Linked DNA regions of Zea mays: region 1 is linked to region 2. The links are chromatin contacts, called in public Hi-C maps. All regions are on one chromosome and are shown on one strand. The core of a region is the stretch at or near the end of the contact, and the rest is flanking DNA. Distances in the headings are between cores, read along the strand shown. Region 1 has its middle 4.0 kb from the start of LOC103650072. Region 2 has its middle 98 kb from the start of LOC103650072.

Region 1 (5,128 bases), core at 2,224-4,723, 100 kb before region 2:
GCAGTTGATAAGTAATTTAGTGTTTACCATTTATATATCCTAGAATAGAGTGGTTTATGCAACCATCCTAAGCATGAAGCCGTATTCTTTTCTTTCATTTCCCTAAATAGTTTCATTAATTCCTAGAGACTATTTCTTTAAAAAGTAATAATCAGACACTTCTAGTTGGTTTGAGAGGGACTGTATTAGTTCTCTTCTTTTTCTCCTTTCTATTTCCCATATCATTTTAATGCTTGATTGTTATAGATGTACTCGGTTCCTTAAATTAAAGGAATTTTGGTTCAAAGAACATTCGTTAAGCAGTGGTTCTTTGTTCAATAAACTACATAATACACCAACTGTAAAGTACATAGCTAAATTAGGCAAGCATGGATGTACATACATAGAAGCATAAACATACAATTACATGTACACACATACAGAGTGTATGTCTCGGATTTTTCCCTATGGATAACATAAGAGATTAGTGTCACTATATTTCCTATATACAAACATACCTGGATATATGCACACATATAGATTGTCTGTATCGAGTCTCTAGTATGAATAACATTCAAGATTAATGCCCCTGCATTTTTTATTTTCCCCTATTGTCATGGAAATATGTGTATATAATTATCTATTATATATGCCAATGGATCAGTATATAACTGATCTATGTAAGCATGTATATACGTATATAGTGTACATGGAAAATTGTATATATATATATAACCTATATGTATATTATATACATTGAGGTTTTCCTTCGTGCAATTTAGAATATCTATAGAAGAGTATCCTATGCTTTCTCTGCTAGGTTGAGTGATACTACTTTGCATTAGAACGAAATGGAGAAAATTTATGAGAGCACATTGGAAATGAACAATGGTAGTATTTCAGACAGCCACAAAAAGCGAAGTAAGTATCTTCGTACAATCATAAATAAACATTGCTTTGTTTCAATTCATTTTAATTCCACATGTTCCCATAATTACATAGCTATGTACTATTCTTTTAGCAAAAAAAGAAAAATAAAATAAAAACTTAATGTGCAGTACATAGTCCATTGATACATGTTTCAACAATTAAACTACATATATGAAAGTAACAAAAAAATTAACTCATTGTCTTGTACCCATTCATGTTTTTACCTATCTTTGTTTTAGAATCATCACTATTTCACATATTCTAAAAACACATGAAATTTTGTTAGACACTGTTCTAATAGAACATAACTTTCTAAGATTTACTTTCCAATGGCTAAAATCTCATTTTAGATGCGAATGGAGAAATGAAAATCCTACAAACTGATGTTATTCCGCATCTCTGGTGTTTTTAGCTTCCACTCTTTTTTCATGAATCGTTTACTCCCTCCTACAGTTTAATTAGCATCAAAGTATTTCTCAGTGCTTTCCATTACTTCCTCCTATAACTTCATCATGTTACACAGTTTTGACATCCATATAATTATACACCTAAATCATCTGAATTCAAGTTCTTATGAAAGCACACCTTGGTTTCTTTTCTTTATATAAAGCTACCCGGTTTATCTTACATCAATCCATTTTTTCCCTATTAATGTCAAGACCGACCTACAAACCTCTCCTGCCTCACTCTTCTTTAAGAACAATATTTTCACATACTTGAAACCAGATATGAAATTCTGTTATACATTAGAGACAATATCCAACAGTTCTTATGCACTAACGTACAGGATAATAACCAGGTTTAGATCACCCTAACCCAAAAGATCTATCATCCCCACCAAAAAAATAATGTTTCAAACATGCTTATTCTCTTTCAACAATATGTATTGTAGTCCTTTCTAACATTGCAGACCATATACACGATGAAAAGTAGCAAGCTTCAGATACAACAATCTGGTTTAACCGAGCCTGAAAGCGACGACGAGTAAATCAACGCCATTTTCATGAAGGTGAGACATTATGTACAAATCTTCTTTCTACACAGCTTCTAATCAATAGAAACTGCACATTATTCTTCACTCTCATTTATAACCTTTGCACAACAATGGATTACCTCGCAAACTCTTTAACAACAACTAATCTTTCCTTCTTTTTCCTGTATAGAAAACTGCCTTGCGTATCTGCGACGAACATTGTCACTTATGAAGCGTGGATGCTTTTATGTACATAACCAGGCTGATGAAACTACTTTAGCTTAATATCTGTTTATGTGATACTCATCTCTGCTTTACTACCTATGACGACCATGTCACTTTTGGAGCGCAAATGCTTTTGTGTGCATAAAACAAAGTTGATGAAACACATGTCACATAAGTATATGTGATTGTTGCAGGGGAGGGTTTGCGTGCGTCAAAACTTATTCAATGTCTTCTCATGTGCTAGTTCTGTCATTTCCCACAAGAAGCCTACCATGTTTTCCTAAAATCGACACGCTCGATTGTTGCACTAATAATGCAACACATGTGGATGTCGTATGCTTTATACTGCGTATTCATCATCGATCAAAGTAACGACCACTCCATGCAGCACAACATATACCAAAATAGTGAACCGTTTTGAGATTATCACATATCGTGTGCTTTATACTGCGGCTCGGCTTGGCTCGCTAGCGCAACGAGCTCAAAATAGTGGCTCGGCTCGGCTCAAAATAGTGGCTCGGTTTGGCTCGCTCGAGGCTCGCGAGCCGAGCCGAGCCGAGCCGCTCCGAGCTCGAGCCGGCTCGCGAGCCTCGAGCTTATTTTCCAGCCCTAACCAAAGCCATACCGTTTTGAGATTTTGTAATAATCCAGTTGTTAACAAATTTATTTTTTCTGAGATAGTATATGGTTGTGTTTTTGTTTCTCCCGTGCCCCGAGATGCCGAGACCTCCGCTCGTAACCATGTCTCTCCTGTGTCGCTGGAAGTCGTGGTTGGGGTGGGGGTGACCGTAGCAGTTCTCTTCCTTCGCACAAGGTTTCCGTCGGGCGCGAGCGACGGCAACGGGCGCGGGTCTTCCGTCGGCCCGCCCGAACCACCGTGGCCTTGAGCCTGCCGACCGGTCAGACAAGGGGAGGGGTTTTTAAAAAGGGCGACGCAGATTGCGTGCATGCAGCGCGTGCGTACAGTGAACGGATAAACAAAGCAGGTCGAGGTGGCGTCGAAGCCGCCTGATTTCGAACGTAAGTTTAAGTAGCGGGGTGGTGGTGGGGCCACCAGCGCTCAACTGGCCACGCATCGCTAATGCTTCCGGCATCTGGAGAGAGAGGGTGTTGAGACTTGGGGTGTTGCCACGCCCACGAGCGTACTTTTGCTCCTAATCCTAAACCAGGAGTCCTAATCCATTTGATGTGATTTGATTATATTATACAGTTGATTGATGAGGCCCACCGGCACTGCACGTCGAGGTGGGGGGCCTTTTGCTGCCCCGCGAGGCAAGGAAAGCTACGTGGAAACTAAAGCTGCACACGTCGGACCAATGCAGGCTGGCCCCGGCCCCGGCGTCGTCCTGGCCGCTGGCGACACTGCACAGCCGTGCACCGGCACTGTGGACGCAGGGTGGATGCGGTGAACCGTGCCCGCACTCCTCACACTGGCGTCGTATTTATTACGCCCTCCATCGGTCGGTCCTGTTATTATAAAAAAAAAAGAGACGAGAGATAATTTTTAAGGCAAATTTGTGACAAGGCAAAACGACCTAGGTATCCTGCTAACGAGCAGTGTCAAATAGTGCTGCGTACTGCAGATCGATACAGTACGTAGGTGCTGAACAGTGTTAGGAGATTTTTCCCTCTCTCTGTGATAAATTGTGGATCCTGCAAGATCTTACTTTTTTTCATGAATGGGATGGAAAGTGAGGATTTTTCAAACTTCAGCATTACATGTACAGTTGATTAGTTGAAAGGACGACCTGCAGGACATACATACATATGCCGTTTCAACTAGGTTTCGTAATTAAATGCCCTATATTCATTTTACCCGGTGGAGAAGGGCCGTGAATGATGCAGACAGCAACGCTATAGGTTAATTATTACGTTATAAGAGGATATTTCCTAAAAAAATTACTCCGTAGTCTCTGATTTAGCAAGTTACTAAATATATATTGGAAACAAAAAAATAATAATCTTAGCCTCCAACGGTTTCTGGTTTTTACGTTGTTAAATATATACCTTTATATAATTCACTAGTTTAAATTTTGAAAAAAACTCATCCAACTAAATCGCCCCCACACTTATATCCTTCGCTAAATCCATCAAACAACAAATTGAACAAGACTTAACATATCATCAAAATCAACGATTCAGATAACTCTGTCTCTCCTACTCACTCAAATCCAACAAATAATCTTATTTGGATCATCCCTCAACCCTCCCCTCCCTCCCAACCCCGCGCGACCCTGCCTCCCTCCTCTCTCCGATCCCCCGCATGGCCACATCCCCCTCATTCGCGTCGTCGCCATCGCCGACAACCCCTCCTCTCGTGCCACCGACACCACCGTTGACCCATCTCCTCTCTGGAATTGTAGCGTTAGCATGAACTATATGCTAATATTTTTAAATTATGGTAGCCTGTTTTTTCTAGTTATAACTTGTAGCTTTAAATTTTGTTTTATTTATACAATCATTCTGTATGAATCACGATTTTCTCAAAAAATTTTGGATTGGTCATCTTTAGACTTGTCAAACGAGGATGATAAAATTATCCTTTCCGCAACTCAAATCATTCAAAGTGCATCACTTTCATACATGCATGAACTCGATAGCAGATAACTGATTTCATAGTGTGATTGACACACAAAATGGACTATTAGGAGTGTGAAACAGCTCTCTCTAAGTCTAGGACTAAATAGGAATATTTAATAAGTCGATATATTTGAGGACCTCATTTAAGGAACCATTGGAGGATGTTTTTTTTTAAAATACACTAAATTAAGTTTAGGCGTCGTTTGGATCCTTGGAATTGAATTCCATTATAATAATAATATTTAGGCACATACTAATCAAACTAATATGATTTTATACAAAATATATTTATATACTATTATTAGTAAGATGTCGGAGATATTTATGTGCTATATTTTTACTATACAAGAGTGAGTTAAAGAGTGTCATATAAGTTGCATAGTAGAAACATATTCTACTGATACATAAAATCATTTTCCCATATTACACCCCATGAATCTG
Region 2 (4,914 bases), core at 1,739-4,238:
TAAAAAATGGAGCTCCTCACCTTGGAAGTGTCTGGAGCATGGAACGACGGTGGCGGCGGTGGCCGTAGGTGGCACGATAGCTGGAGGTGGAGCAGTGGAGAGGTGGCGGTGGCGACGACGACAGTGGAGAGGTGGCGCGGCGGCGGAGGTGGTGGCGGCGGTGAGAGGTGAGAGATAGAGTGAGAGAAGGAAAGGAGAGGAAGAAAACTCGCACAGTTAGGGATATGTACAACGGCTTTGATATATGACGCTCAACAAAGTTTTTTTTAATTTAAAAATATACTTTGCCGAGTGTCCTAGATCTGATACTCGGCAAAGAATACTTTGCCAAGTGTCCAATGACCAGTACTCGGCAAAGATTGTTTTATTTTTTTTAAATTCTTTGTCGAGTGTCCCCCGGTAGACACTCGACAAAGCATTTTTTGCCAAGTGTCTTCCTTTGACACTCGACAAAGTATGTTTTTTATTTCTTTTTTCCACCAAACTTTTTATGGTGTGTTTCTCAATACGTAGACCTACATGTTCAATTTTGACATAATTATCAAAGTGTTTGCTATAACTATCAGATTTAGTTCGTTTCATTGATTTTCTTCGGATAATTTAGATTTGAACTGGAAGTCACTCGAAAAATGGAAAACGGTGAATGCATAAATGATATTCATGTTATTTAGCATAATTTATGGCCTATTTCATGAACAGAACGAAATTTTCGAGCACCATGCTCACGAAACATGACCTTGAGGTGATAAAAGGTAAAAAGAACAAAAGAACAGATGTTTTTGAAAAGAAGATAGGGAAAAAAGGAAGAATACAAACACTGCTAACAAAAAGAAAGGTAGTGCTACCTGTTCAAATACTTGTTTTTCAATATAATTTTTATTTCTGGTAAAAAATTATGATTTATATGTATGATATGTAGGAGGAGTTCAACAAGATGCAATAGACAATATAAAAGATGCAGAGATTCAAGAGTTCACAATGAGACAGGTAACATTTTCTCTTTAATATATTACTGATTTAAACTTGTATTTGTCCTAAACAATTCATGTGTTTATGTGCAGAGCTCTTTTGATGCAATCATTGGATCTAATATAGAGCTACCATGCTTTCGAAACAACATGTGTGGTGATTTTTCAACAGGGACTGCTGCTTCGATGCATCAAGGATATACAAGTATAGGTCCTAATATTGCGCTACCATGCTTCCCAAGCAACATGGCTGATGCTAATATTGCTCCTTCTACACAAGGAGGATATACTAGTCTTCTACTTGGAGTTCATCAAGATGCCTCAGTATCTCGAAGATTACATTTTGATGAATCTCTAGATCAATAAGTGTTTTACTAGTGGTGGTGCTTTGCATATTTTATTTATGGGACCAGGATTGTAAATTTCTATTGGTACTATTTTAGTAATAAACAATCATGTGTTACTGCCCTGTACGTTTGATCCATGATTCAAAATAAACAATCAGGTGTAGCAGCGGAGAAAATGCGGAAACGGTGATGGCCTGATCCTAATTTCACGCAGCAAACGTAATCTGGCTCTGCCTCAAGGAACGGCCGGCTAGGCTCGATTAGCCATGTCATCAGCGGCTTGATTAACCGGCATCATTAGTTGTTGATTTTGGACGCGTGTCGTGCATCGAAACGGTGCCGCAGATTGACGTCGTGCGTCAGCGGTGCATAGAATTTTATTCCTAATTTAATCACCGCTGGTTGTGGAATAAACCGACGAGAATTAATTTAGCCGACGGGGATCTTGAGGATTCCTATTGTGTTTGTTCTTCTTTTTTTCAAACACAACCGTCACCCAGCTAAGAATTTTAAAACTAAACTACTACTAGCGTTTCAAGAAACACATACGTACTTAAAACTTTTTCTAGAAAACTACCACATTCTAATATTAACCCAACGATATAGATGGATATTACATGGAACGACAAATAATGACGTATATGTAGAGCTGCCTCATGAGTCTTCCTACTCATGCTTGATGGTTGCTTTAGGCGGATCCCACCACGTTTGCAGCTCATAATAATCCTGCTTGCTCTTCAAACATATCTCGGAAAACGAGATAGGGATGCCATTGCAGGGCGGGCGGGCGGCCCTCGGCACGGAGAAACTGACGAGAGTTGCGACGTAAAAAACGGCCGCTGCTATTCGCATGCATGTCGCCGTGGCGGGCCAGGACCAGTGGACCACGACAGGATGTATAACCCGGCCGGGGGTGTCTGTCCATTCACGCAAGGATGGCAAGCGCGCTCGGCAGGGACATGGCAAGGATGGCAGGTAGCGGCGGCATGGAATCAGTCAGGCGGGCCTACACCTTCATGTACATGACGGCTTGCCTCTCCGCCTGTTTCTTGCTCGTAACCATGGTCGGCTCCAATCATTGGCGGTCTCCGTTCCCTCCCCCGGGCCGCACCGCCCCCAGAAGCCACCCACACCCTCCTCCCTCGTCCCCTCCCTCCTGCCTGACCAGTGATCAGCGTCAGCCAGCGGGCGAGCGAGCCTGAACCCGACCAATAATACGGTGCAGTACCGTGTGGGCGTGCTTGTGACATCATGTACGTGGACGGGCTGGGCACAGGGAAAGGCCGGGTCCGGGTCCGGGTCGGGGTCGGGGTCCCTCCCCGACCTCCAGCTCCGCGACGCCGACGTGGCGACCGCGACTAACCACCGCCACGAATGAAGAAATTACTCACTGCACTCCATCCTCCCGCAGCGAAGGCCGCGCGCGAGATCTGATGTTGCTGCTGCTGGTGGCCACAAATATCCAAAAGCCGCAGGGTCCACACAAGCGTCCGGCTGATACCGTCCCTGCCGCGAGGGACACGTGCATGGGGACGCTCGCTTCGCTCGGCTCTCTCGCTCCTGGCCGCGCGCGTGTTCGGTGCCGGGCTGCCAGCCGGTGCATGGCAGACGGAGACCGCGCGCGCGGCACCGGACGACGGGGACGGGACGGTGCAACAGCGCAGCACGGGGAGACGACGCGCGGCACCGGACGACGGTGGCCCCGGGCGCGCGAGCGGCCAAAGGCCCATCCATCTGTCTTGGCCCTGGCCGCGCGCTGGGTGAGACGACGGCGCCGGCCGTGTCCGTGCGTGTGCGACCGTGTGCGGGTGGAACGGATCTCGTGAGTCGTGGCCTTGTCCTGTGCTCCTGTCCCTTGGCGAGCCGCAAAAGATCTTGCTTCGGCTGCATACATTTATGGACAGGAGAAGCTTCTCGCCGGCCGGCGATAGGGACCCGCCGAGATATATCGATGGATATGGCGGCGCCCCCGGTCCACAGGAAATCAGTAGTAATAACAGAGAATCACAACTGGCGTCCTGCGTCGCGTTCGCGGGCACGCATATCGATCATCAGGTTTATCCCCTGCAGACCAGCTGACAGACGCGAGCGACGCGAGGCTCAAACTTCTCGACAAATCAAAGGATAGGTTTTGGTAGCGGCGTAGGCGCGCGCAACTGCACACCTTGCTTGCATGCATGCACGTCTCGTTTCGCTCACGGACACGGTCATGGCAAATGTATATGCGCGTTTCATTGTTGTGTGTGACCGTCGTCGCCGGACGTGTACGTCGTCCAACTGATGTCATATACTTGCATCACCGCTCTCTCCCTCGTTTCACTCGTTTGTGAATCGTGATTCACGCTAGCTAGCTACAGTATACCTCTCAATGACATCGACAGAAGTGCAGAATCGACGCATGTCTCACATGCATGCATGCTTGCTACTGTGCTGTGCTCCTCTCTCCACGCATGCATATGTACAGCTTGTTTTTGTTAAAGTTTTGCAGTGCTCAGTGGTAAAGAGAGTAGAGGAAGAGAGATAAATGACAAAACTGTTGTTTATTGCAGAGAGAGTAGTGCTTATATACATATGTATATAGGATTCCCAAGGAGTGTGACCCTTGGATAATAACTGTCACAATGGATGGGTGGATGGACTTGATCACAGTACAATATTTTGTAACACTCCCACTTAATCAACCCAAATCCATTTGATCATCTGCAAGCCGTCTTCCAATATATCATCTCCTCAAAAACCCTGTGGGAAAAATAAGGAGTACACAATGTCTTTTGGATAATGAGAATAATCTCACTCGAACTCCAAAAGAAAATATGCTTGTAATCATCATGCATAAAAACTCCTGTGGGGAAAAATTCAATGATGAAGCATATAGCTTAGTTGATATTAGCTCATTAAAAACTTTGGATGAGAAAACTTCAGCAAGGCAAAACTCATACAAAGAAAATAGTGTAATATGATGGTTCAAAACATGTTCAATTTCACGGAGAATTACTCCCCTTGATCCTTGCAAGCACATAAGTCTTCTCATACCAATCCCCTCAACACATTTCTGAAACGTGAAGTATGGTAGAGATTTTGTGAATAGATCAGCAAGATTATCACAAGACTTTGTATGCAAGATGTTTATATCTCCATTTTCCGGAAGTTCATGGCGATAATACAATTTAGGAGCAATATGTTTATTAATATTGCTCCTGATATAACATGTTTCCATCTGAACAACACAAGCTAAATTATCCTTATGGATAACGGTAGGTGATTCAATTGAACCATGTTGCGCCATTGTTCTCCCATGGATCTCTAGTCCAAAGAACAATAGCATGTCTATAGTCGTCATCTCAAAAACCCACTGTGGGGAAAATAAATGATGAGACATATAACTCAGTCCAATATTTCTCCAAGATAATCTTGTCAGAAAATATGAGAAATCAACATATGAGTCGAGTCTTCTTAAAAACCCAATGGAAAAATAAGGAGAGTAGTCATACTCTATTGTTGATCCATTTGAACTCTAGGGAGATAAACTTATAACCTAGTTCAAATACAACAATAGCTATATCATAATGTATCATCCTCGAAAACCTCAACGGGAAAAA

What was found. A called contact is a pair of places that touch in the nucleus more often than the background predicts.
Region 1: a contact with region 2 is called in a Hi-C map of bundle sheath, with 3 times the contacts expected there. The contact joins two enhancer-like sites. A contact is called at or near these places in 7 of 25 Hi-C or Micro-C datasets (bundle sheath, ear, leaf and 2 more) and 1 of 3 datasets of contacts at active chromatin or transcription factors (seedling).

What each region holds. Positions count from the first base shown.
Region 1 is chr3:51,044,471-51,049,598 of Zm-B73-REFERENCE-NAM-5.0, reverse strand. No RefSeq gene overlaps it. Among protein-coding and RNA genes, the nearest start is that of LOC103650072, 4.0 kb to the right of the region's middle. Within about 2 kb of position 3,473, at least 17 of the 20 cell types and tissues checked have an H3K27ac peak or open chromatin away from gene starts, as enhancers often do. A contact at or near this core is called in bundle sheath, ear, leaf and 3 more, where this site is marked.
Region 2 is chr3:50,942,440-50,947,353 of Zm-B73-REFERENCE-NAM-5.0, reverse strand. No RefSeq gene overlaps it. Among protein-coding and RNA genes, the nearest start is that of LOC103650072, 98 kb to the left of the region's middle. Within about 2 kb of position 2,988, at least 19 of the 20 cell types and tissues checked have an H3K27ac peak or open chromatin away from gene starts, as enhancers often do. A contact at or near this core is called in bundle sheath, ear, leaf and 3 more, where this site is marked.